Linked DNA regions of Danio rerio: region 2 is linked to region 1. A link is a contact called in public HiCAR-type data. All regions are on one chromosome and are shown on one strand. The core of a region is the stretch at or near the end of the contact, and the rest is flanking DNA. Distances in the headings are between cores, read along the strand shown. Region 1 overlaps LOC141378431 (a long non-coding RNA gene). Region 2 overlaps LOC103909058 (a long non-coding RNA gene).

Region 1 (4,791 bases), core at 989-3,488:
GAAGGAACAAAAATAAGAATGAACGAACAAATTAATGAGTGACCGAATAAAGGGAAGAACGAAGGAAGGACCAAATGAGTGGAGGAAGGATTCAAGGAACGACTGAAAAAAATCTAAAGAAGGAAGGAAAGAAGGAATGAGGAAGGAAGGAAGTAAAGAATGAATGAATTAATGAATGAATGAAAAAAGGATAATGAAGGAAGGAACAAAAATATGAACAAACGAATGAATGAGTGAACGAATGAAGGGAGGAACGAAGGAAGGACCAAATGAATGGAGGAAGAATTCAAGGAAAGACTTAACAAAACTAAAGAAGGAAAGAAGAAGGAAGGAACGAGCGAAAATGAATGAATGAACAAATAAATGAATGAAGACAGAGCAAACATACATTGAAAGGAAGGTTGGAAGGAAGAAACGAATAAAGGAAGATCACTAAATTAACTCCAGAATGTTAGGTTTACACAACCCTGCACAAACTGCATGTACTGAGAACACATCAACTTCACAGTGTAATACTCACTACTTACTGCTCTTGAGTACTTTTAAAAGGTCTACTCTTTACTCATATTTGGAGTAATGTTTACAAAGATACCTTTACTCTACTTTTACTACATTTTTCTTGCACTACAAGTAATGGTAATTTTACTTGAGCATGATTCTTTAGTACTTTTTCCACCACTGCCTGTGTGGGACTTTTATGAACACCAATTAAGAACAATGATGGTGCTTATACACAAACACACATGGCTTGAATATTAGATCATGAGTGACCCCACCTTTACAAGTCATAATGCACATTTCCAGCCAGTCGTCATCCAACAAACATTTCTTAAAATAAACCTGATTTTTTTTTCTCAGCTGGACGTACTCTAAAACATTTCTCTCTTTCTTTCTCTCTCTCTCTCTCTCTCTCTCTGTGGCTCTTGTGTGAGGAGCGGAAATTTCACTGCTTTTTTAAAACCTCAAATGGCCACTTTAACACTGGCCGAGCAGTTGAAAAAACAGAGGTAGTGAAACGTCTCACATATTTCATAATCAGATGTAATATGCACACACACCTGCAATAACACAACTCGCACTGTATCGTGCACCCCAGTGGTGTGCTCTTACACCAAAAAGCCCGGCCAAGACTGCTGTAGCGTTACTCTGTCCCCAGGCCTCATCATCGCTCGCCACCTCATTCAGCATCCCTGGACACAGCTAAAATCTGGATTAAATCAGGATCAGACCACTGCGATGAAATCATACAGAAAGGAATCGTGATGGCTGATACACACTCGCACGCTTGGAGTGGATAGTCAATTCAGAGTTAATGCTTTAAAGTCCTAGAAAATCATTTCCCGTCAAACACTGGTTTGGATGCACTTTGTGGAAACAAACGCATAGATCTCACAACTTCCAGCTGTTCTTCTTAATACCTTATTAAAGCCACACACACACACATTACATTTAAAACTTGGATACTAATCATAAAGTTTGTACAGCCAGCAGCTGCTTTGAAGGAGACGCCCATCCGTAGTTCATTAAAAGCATAACCGATACCTTTATCTTTATTATAGTAATATATTTACGCTAATCTAGTTCAACTGAACCGAACGAAAACTAACGACTTCCTTCAGCTCGCTCGATAAATGATGCGGGAATATGAGGGAAAATAAGCTATAAACTGATCTGTTCTGCACGACTCTTTGATTATCAAAAGGAAAACATTGCAGTACAGCTGTTTGGTACCAACCGTTTGGATAGCCTGGAGCGGAACAAGCAAATCTGTTACCTGCTCTCACATGCACGGTTGCTCAACTTAAAGGGTTAGGATTAATGTCTTATGGCTTGCATCTGTCATTAGGACAAAAAAAAAATTGGTGTGTGATGAGAACTTTGAGAGACTTGAAGAAATGTTTCGGGAAAGGAGACAAAAACAAAGATTAAGCCTCTTGACTTTTGGGTTCTGTGACGTCAGCTTGTACCAAATACTTGTATTCCCACTTCAAAAGGCTAAGTTAGGGGTGGATTTGTTCCTCAGGAACAAACTTGGTTCTTCAGCAAGCCTTATGGAGCTTGTTAAGGATGTTAGGCAGAATGGGGCCGAGGACTCTGTGGCCGTCAAGTGCTTGGCCCAACGCCTAACCATGCCATTGTGCAGAGCCAAACCAACTACGGAAAAGTCCGCAGAGAGGGGCCTTTGACGTGTTATGGGAAGACACGCACAGCAGTGATGGAAGTGTAGGTAAGAGATGGAAGAAAGCTGAGAGGCCTGGCTCCCCACCCCTGCCTGGGGTCTGGACCGCAGGATGAGCGGCAGCTATTCATTTTAATAACTGCGCTTATTTTCTCCCCTGCCAGGAGCCATTACCATAATTCACACTTTCTGCACAGTACCTGGAGAGCTTTAGTGTGGTTTACAAGTTCTGGATTCAAAAAAGTCTGGAAAAGTCTTTGAATTCTGAAACGGAGCAAGGCAGGGAGAAACTAACTAAGAGCATTAGCAAACTAAAAGTAGCCACACATCGAAAATAGCGAGTACGGTTTCACTTCACCCAAATTGTCCCATATTTGTTCCAAATTTTCTCACTCTTACGTTGTTGTACATGTGCGCTGTTTTCCAATCATTTAAAAACACAGGCACTTATAAAAATGCATTCACTTAGCGTAAGTCACCACCCAACTCTTCTAAAACTACAGTATATGAAAGCTTTGAGTCAAGGATTGAAATCTTAACATTATCACTCATTGATAAATATATGCACCTTCATAAGTACCATTGTAAAATGAGTCTGTTACATAACTCTGTTTACTCATATTTTTGATGAATCAGTTGATTCAATTCACAAACTGGTTTTGCCCACACATCTGACTGATCCGGTTTTCCAGTTAAACTCACTGACTTGACGTTGCTGCAACAGTTAACAGTTCACTGGAGGTGAAAATTTAATCCGTTAAATGACGATGAGTTTCTCACCCAAAGCTTTCTATACATTCCCCTTACAATTCTCACACAAATCTTCATGCATTCTCCACTAGTGAGCCTTTGTCTACATTGTGCAGAATTTTTCTATAAATATAATTGAGTTATATCATGTTAAATAAATCAACACTAATTGATATTGCACACCTTTAAAGGTTTATGGAGCTTTTCCTAAATGTAAAGGTACCTATTTTACAACTCTGAGATACTAATATACACTAATCCGCCACTTTATTAGGCACATCATACTAGTACCGGGTTGGACCTCCTTTTGCCTTCAGAAATGCCTTAATCTTTTGTAACATAACAAACTACTTTAAATATTCCTGAAGGACTTTGGTCCATACTGACATGATAGCATCATGTTGCTGCAGATTTGTCGGCTGCACATCCATGATGTCAATCTCCTGCTCCACTACATCCCAAATGTGCTCTATTGGATTAAGATCTGGTGACTGTGGAAGCCATTTGAGTACAGTTAACTCACTGTCATGTTCAAGAAACCAGTCTGAGATGAGTCACGCTTTAAGCAATGGTGCGCTGTCCTACTGGAAGTAGCCATCATTAGATGGGTACACTGTGGTCATAAAGGGATGGACATGATCAGCAACAATACTTAGGTAGGCTGTGGCGTTGACACAATGCTCAATTGGTACTAATTGGCCCAAAGTGTGCCAAGACAATATCCCCCACAACATTACCCCAGCACCACTACCAGCAACCTGAACCATTGATTCAAGGCAGGATGGATCCATGCTTCCATTCTGTTGATGAATTCTTCAACATTTGGAGCCATCCAAATGTTGAAGCAGAAATCGAGACTCAGCATAGCATATTTTGGTTGTAACGAGTGGTATTTGAGTTACTGTTGCTATTCTATCAGCTGGAACCAGTCTGGCCATTCTCCTCTGACCTCTAACATCAATGCGGCATTTGCGCACACAGACCACCCACTCATTTTCTATTTTTTTGGATCATTCTCTGTAAACCCTAGAGATGGTTGTGCATGAAAATCTCAGTACATCAACAGTTTCTGAAATACTCAGACCAGCCCGTCTGGCACCAACAACCATGCCATGTTCAAACTCATTTAAGTCACCTTTCTTCCCCATTCTGATGCTCAATTTGAACTGCTGCATATTGTCTTGACCATGTCTACATGCCTAAATGCATTGAGTTGCTGCCATGTGATTTGTTGATAAGATATTTGCATTAACAAGCAATTCGAAAGGTGTACCTAATAAAGTGGCCGATAAATGTAGATTCCCTTTAGGTGCTAATTTGCATCCTTTAGCTACAAAAGTGTACCATTTAAAAGGTTACCATTCTAGTGACAGCTTTTGCACCCTTATTTCTGCTTATTTCTGAGAGAGTGCTGGTCTTTTTTTTTAGCATTTTTTTATTATTATTTATTGTTTCAGTATGAATGTGGACTGTATTAAAGTTATTATCAATAAAATAAAAAATAAAAAAACTAAGGTAAAATCTTTTACATGATTAAAAAAAACATGGACAATTTTGACAGTGCCTTTTTGAAATTTGAAAGCTCTAATCCCCATTTATTGCAAAATTCCTCCTCCCGTGTTCCACAGATGAAAGCATAAGTTTAAGATGACGTGTAAAAAGCTTTTCAACTATTACTTTAACTTAGCATAAACACTGGGCATTGTTTTCACAAGGCGGCAGCTTTGACAGCACTATCTGCTAGATAGTGAATGGACACCGCCTCCTTTAAATCACACCATGCAGAGATAAACCAAGGTTTCCATCCATGCTTGTACAAATTCCTCTTCCCCATTCTCATCTATTCTGTCGTACACAGCCGT
Region 2 (4,791 bases), core at 1,424-3,923, 230 kb before region 1:
TGTAGTTTATTTGTATCACGAGTATATACAAATAAATTATGAGTTTATATATAGACCAAGTTTACTATTTCTGAGTAAAAAATATGCTGAGTGATCTTCAGCTTGCCTACTAAACTGCACATTTTATCTTCAATAAAACTATCCATGTATAACTATTAGGCTATTCTGGAGTTGTTTGAGGAGTTTCCCGCCATTTTTCGTTACCGTTTTATCAACGATTACAGGTAGGCTAAATGAAAAAAGGCAATGTAGAATTTTTAACAGCAGTTCTGATTGTGTCCAGCAGGTGCCATCTAAGCTCTATGTTCTTTGACACACTAGCCTGCAAACGTTCAGCTTGTAATGGGTTAACTTTCAACAGTGTTGTAATGCTAACCACAACTCAACAACACACTCAATGACTTGATAATGATAAACAGTCTTACTATCTAACCAGGGATCTTGTGAATCAAACCCAGGCACAAGGGAATCAGTTTAGAAAGCACATAAACATGTGGACTCACTGCTCCAGGATTAGCTGTTCCATTAGCAAAGGGCAAAATTAGCATCTGCAGAGTTTTGTGGTTGGTTTAGAGTGAAATATAATCTCAAGTGTACCTTGCACAATACAAATAATGAGACAAGGTGGTGCCTTTGTGACGTGTTTAGTTGGACATCTCAAATTTATGTAATCACATTCAGGCATAATTGCACTGAGAACATGAAATGCTTACCTATGTGATTTTTGATTACTGAAGCATACTCTAAACTAGAACGGCTCTGAGTTGTTGTAAATGACAGGTAGAGACATATTGGAATGCTGCTCAGTAGGTGATCTTAAAGTCTCAAGGTTATTGCAGTCCGGCACTGTGTGAAGAGGTGACTAGATGCATATCTCTGTCAGAATGAGGATGTATGTAAAAAAACAAAACAAAAAAAAAAAACAAACAAACATGATTTCAACCTTTACCTGTAATTGATTTTCCAAGTATTGAATGGGTAAAAAAGTCCCAATGGCTTTCAGTTCAGTATTTTTTTTTCCCTAAAGCACATTTTACAATAATTGTCACAAACAAGATTTACAAGGTTTAACACCTCCAGCTAGCAAACTATGGATGACAAAAGTGGGGGTAAAACGAGAGAACACTCAGTCTTTAAGGTTAGAATAAGGAAGAAAACTTTGTTACAGAACCCTTTTTTGTCATAAAAGTTATATTATAATTTTATGTAGTAGCACCTTCAAATAATCCACTATAAAAATTTAGATTATACTGTAAACACATACATTTTTTGTTATATTTAGTTTATTATAATTATAAAAACTATAAAAAAAACTATAATATATTTTATAATTATATTTTTTACCTTTATTATATAGTACAGTGAAGTTAAGACAAATACATAGGGAGAAAAAAGGAAGGAATGAACGGCAAAGCACCTTGAGCCGGGAATTAAACTCATTTCGCCATGAACACACCAGTACTATTTGTTGGCACACTTTACCTCTAGCATATTGGCACTGAATACACACATTAATTTATTTGGTATCACCTTGTATAATGAAAGAGAACAGCAAAGGTCTTAAGATGGAACATTGTTTCTTGTTTACACATACATGATGTAAACCAAACAAGTTCTGTCCATACTTTAAAAGCTAATACAACCCCCCTGGTTTCACTTGATTCCAAAATGTGAGTCAGAAACACTAACAAGAGGCACTGGTGGAACCCTTTCGCACTGATGGAACTTTTTCACAGTTTCTAGAACTAGTGGTGGAGAGTCACACTTTGTGACATGATTGCTTTGGAGCAGAGATGCCTAGGGCCCGCAGGCCAAAATTGGCCCATGGTAACCTTTGATTTGGCCTGCCATCCCATCTGAGAAGACAGTAAGAGTGATAAAAAAAAGTTTTTAAAAAGTGGGATAGAGGACAATGCAGAGGCTTTTGTGAGTAAATCAAGGCAAAGGAAGATTCTACTTGACTAATGTATAAAGCATTGAACTCCACTGTAGAGTTACTGCTTTGACATGACTGAGTTTCAATAGTCACATCAAAGCAGTAACTAAGTCAGCATACCATCATCTCAAAAAACATTGCAAGAATTAGATGCTTTGTTTCCAGTGAGGACTTAGAGATGTTCATGCTTTTATCAGCAGCAGGGTGGATATATATATATATATATATATATATATATATATATATATATATATATATATATATATATATATATATATATATATATAATTAAACTGCAATTTGCAATACTGTACAGTCTTGAATTATATAATATCAAAGCCATTTACTGTCTGTTTACACAAAAATGTCCACCATTCAGGGAGATTCTACCATGCAAAGCTTGATAAAAATGTGTACTGGGCTTTGGTGAAGACCATGAGGGGACAGAGCAAGACAGAAAAACAAACAACAAGTAGAAGACAAGCAGACTCAGACTCCATACATCAGTTTTGCTCCCCGACACTAACCACATCACTCATACTGATGAAGGAAATGAGGCTTTAAGAAAAAAAACAGCAAAATGGGATTCTGCAGCACTCCACTGTGTGTGGCGTGTGTATTTGTGTGCATTAGTACATACATGTGTGTGTGTGTGTGTGTGTGTTTGAGGCTGTCGTCAAGTGTGTCAACAACAAGCCAATGCCTGTCCATACATCTGCATGCCTGTGCTTGTGTGTATGCCGTGTGTGTGCATGTTGGCATATGTGTGCGTGTGCCATGAGAATGTGTGTGTGCTCCATTGAGTAATAGACAAGCAACCCCACCTTCCTTTTTCACTGTTTGAATAAGAGAGTGAAAAGGCTTTTGGTTGTAATTACAGTAATTAATGACCCCCCCCCCCCCCCCCCCCCCCCCCCTGCATTTCCACCAATGAGAAGTGTCCTGACCTCATCCACCTTTCCCAGTGCTGTTAGATGTGGTCTGTTCTGTAAGGAGATCCCCCTGTTTATGTTCAGATGGGTGTTACACTACGGTCTCCTATTTAGCCACTGGCCCTTTTATGCGCTTCACTTCCCCTGGGTGCTTGAGTGTGCCTACATGTGTGCAGAATACCTTCAGTGGGATTCGGCCGGAAATAGAGGGCCATTTATTTACGGGACATTCTATCAGAAACCTGCATTATCTGTCCCTGAAATAAAAACATAAATGCAGTGAATAAAAAGTATTTCATCCCAAAAGTGTCTAAAACGGACTGACGGCTGATTTCTGTAAATTGTTCTGTAAACAATGTCATTCCGTTTGGTTCTCATATTTTTGTTCTTTATTAAAAACACATCACAAATGTACAAACCCTGTTATTGTCCTTGTCCTCAGCCCAGTTAAACCTACAGCTTTAATAGTTTTGTTGCGCTAAAAACTGATATTTAGAAAAAAATACCTCAGAAATAGCAAATTTAAGCTGTTATCATTCACATCAATTCATTAAAAAGATGAAATTATGAATACAAATAAATATAAATCTACAAATAAATAATATTTTACAATTGTCTCCATATTTCTGTCAGTCCTTTGCATTGAATTGAACATAAAATGGTTGCAATACACTTTAAAGGCTGACTCAAATGAAGTGACATCATTGGAAATAGGAGAAGCTGACAGTGATCAAGGATGCATTCTATCATGGAATTGTAGGATTTTATGCTTGTTTTGTAGGATTTTTCGAGGACGACAAGCTTAAGTCAGGCCCTGTCACATTTCTTATAAGTGAAAATGTACATTTCTGGTAGAATGTCCCTTACATTCATTCACTCTTAAAGATTACAGGGTATTTTAAGCCAATTCTGGATGTAATAGGGACTAAATCAACTCCTGGATTAAATTTTAAATTTAATCAATAGGACCAAATTTAACTCAATGTTTGGGTATTCCTTAATTTACCCAGTTTGGTTCATTTGTGTTTATAGCCGGCCTCAAGACAAACAATCACAACAGGTGGCCAAACTTTTTTTTTTGAATATGTAAATTTAAAAATCATTCATTTATTCATTTTCTTTTCTGCTTAGTCCCTTTATTAATCTGGGGTCGCCAAAGTGGAATGTACCCCCAAGTTATCCAGCATATGTTTTATGCAGCGGATGCCCTTACTACTGCAACCCATCACAGGGAAACATCCATACACACTCACTCTCATACATACACTACGGTCAATTTTATCATGAATTTGTTTAAATTGAACAACCACTGACTTCCGCAAATATATGTTTTTCCTACTATGGAAGTCAATGGTTACAGTTTTTTTCTCAAAATGTCATCATTTGTGTTCTACAGAAAAAAAGAAACTCATAAAGGTTTGAAACCACTTGAGGAAGAGTGAATAGTGTGAGTAAATGTTCTATTTTGGGTGAACTATTCCTTTAGGTTCTTAGCAATGCATATAAATAATCAGTAATTTTGTTTTTCATATGGAAGAAAATTTCTTAATTGAAGATTATTTTTACTTTATATTTGATGCTATTATTCTATCTATATGAGTATTAATATTATAATAGTAAAATATAATACCAGTAAACTAGCTTCTAGTGTACTACACATCAATATATATATATTTTTAGTTTGTTCAAATCACTTATTTAAAATGAAGCTGAATCAACACAATTCTTGAGATTTCATTGGGACAACTTAATTTTTTATGTTCAATCCACATAAGTTTGTTAAAAGTGTTGTTAACTTAATCCATTTGTGTTTTTGACAACATGAATGAATTGTGAGGAACCCTGCATTTTTTACAGTGTAAATATGCTTTATATGACTTTTGACATAGAAATAGATAATTTTTCTCATTTTGACAATGTATT

Evidence for each region. HiCAR-type assays count read pairs that join an accessible place to other places.
Region 2: a contact with region 1 is called in a HiCAR-type map of caudal fin, with 12 times the contacts expected there. The contact joins two enhancer-like sites. A contact is called at or near these places in 4 of 18 Hi-C or Micro-C datasets (caudal fin, embryo, hematopoietic stem cells and 1 more) and 1 of 4 datasets of contacts at active chromatin or transcription factors (caudal fin).

What each region holds. Positions count from the first base shown.
Region 1 is chr17:39,540,243-39,545,033 of GRCz12tu, reverse strand. All of the region lies in intron 3 of LOC141378431 (a long non-coding RNA gene), which reads right to left. Among named protein-coding and RNA genes, the nearest start is that of tmem229b, 51 kb to the right of the region's middle. Within about 2 kb of position 2,238, at least 8 of the 62 cell types and tissues checked have an H3K27ac peak or open chromatin away from gene starts, as enhancers often do. A contact at or near this core is called in caudal fin, where this site is marked.
Region 2 is chr17:39,772,218-39,777,008 of GRCz12tu, reverse strand. All of the region lies in intron 2 of LOC103909058 (a long non-coding RNA gene), which reads right to left. Among named protein-coding and RNA genes, the nearest start is that of plekhh1, 26 kb to the left of the region's middle. Within about 2 kb of position 2,673, at least 5 of the 62 cell types and tissues checked have an H3K27ac peak or open chromatin away from gene starts, as enhancers often do. A contact at or near this core is called in caudal fin, where this site is marked.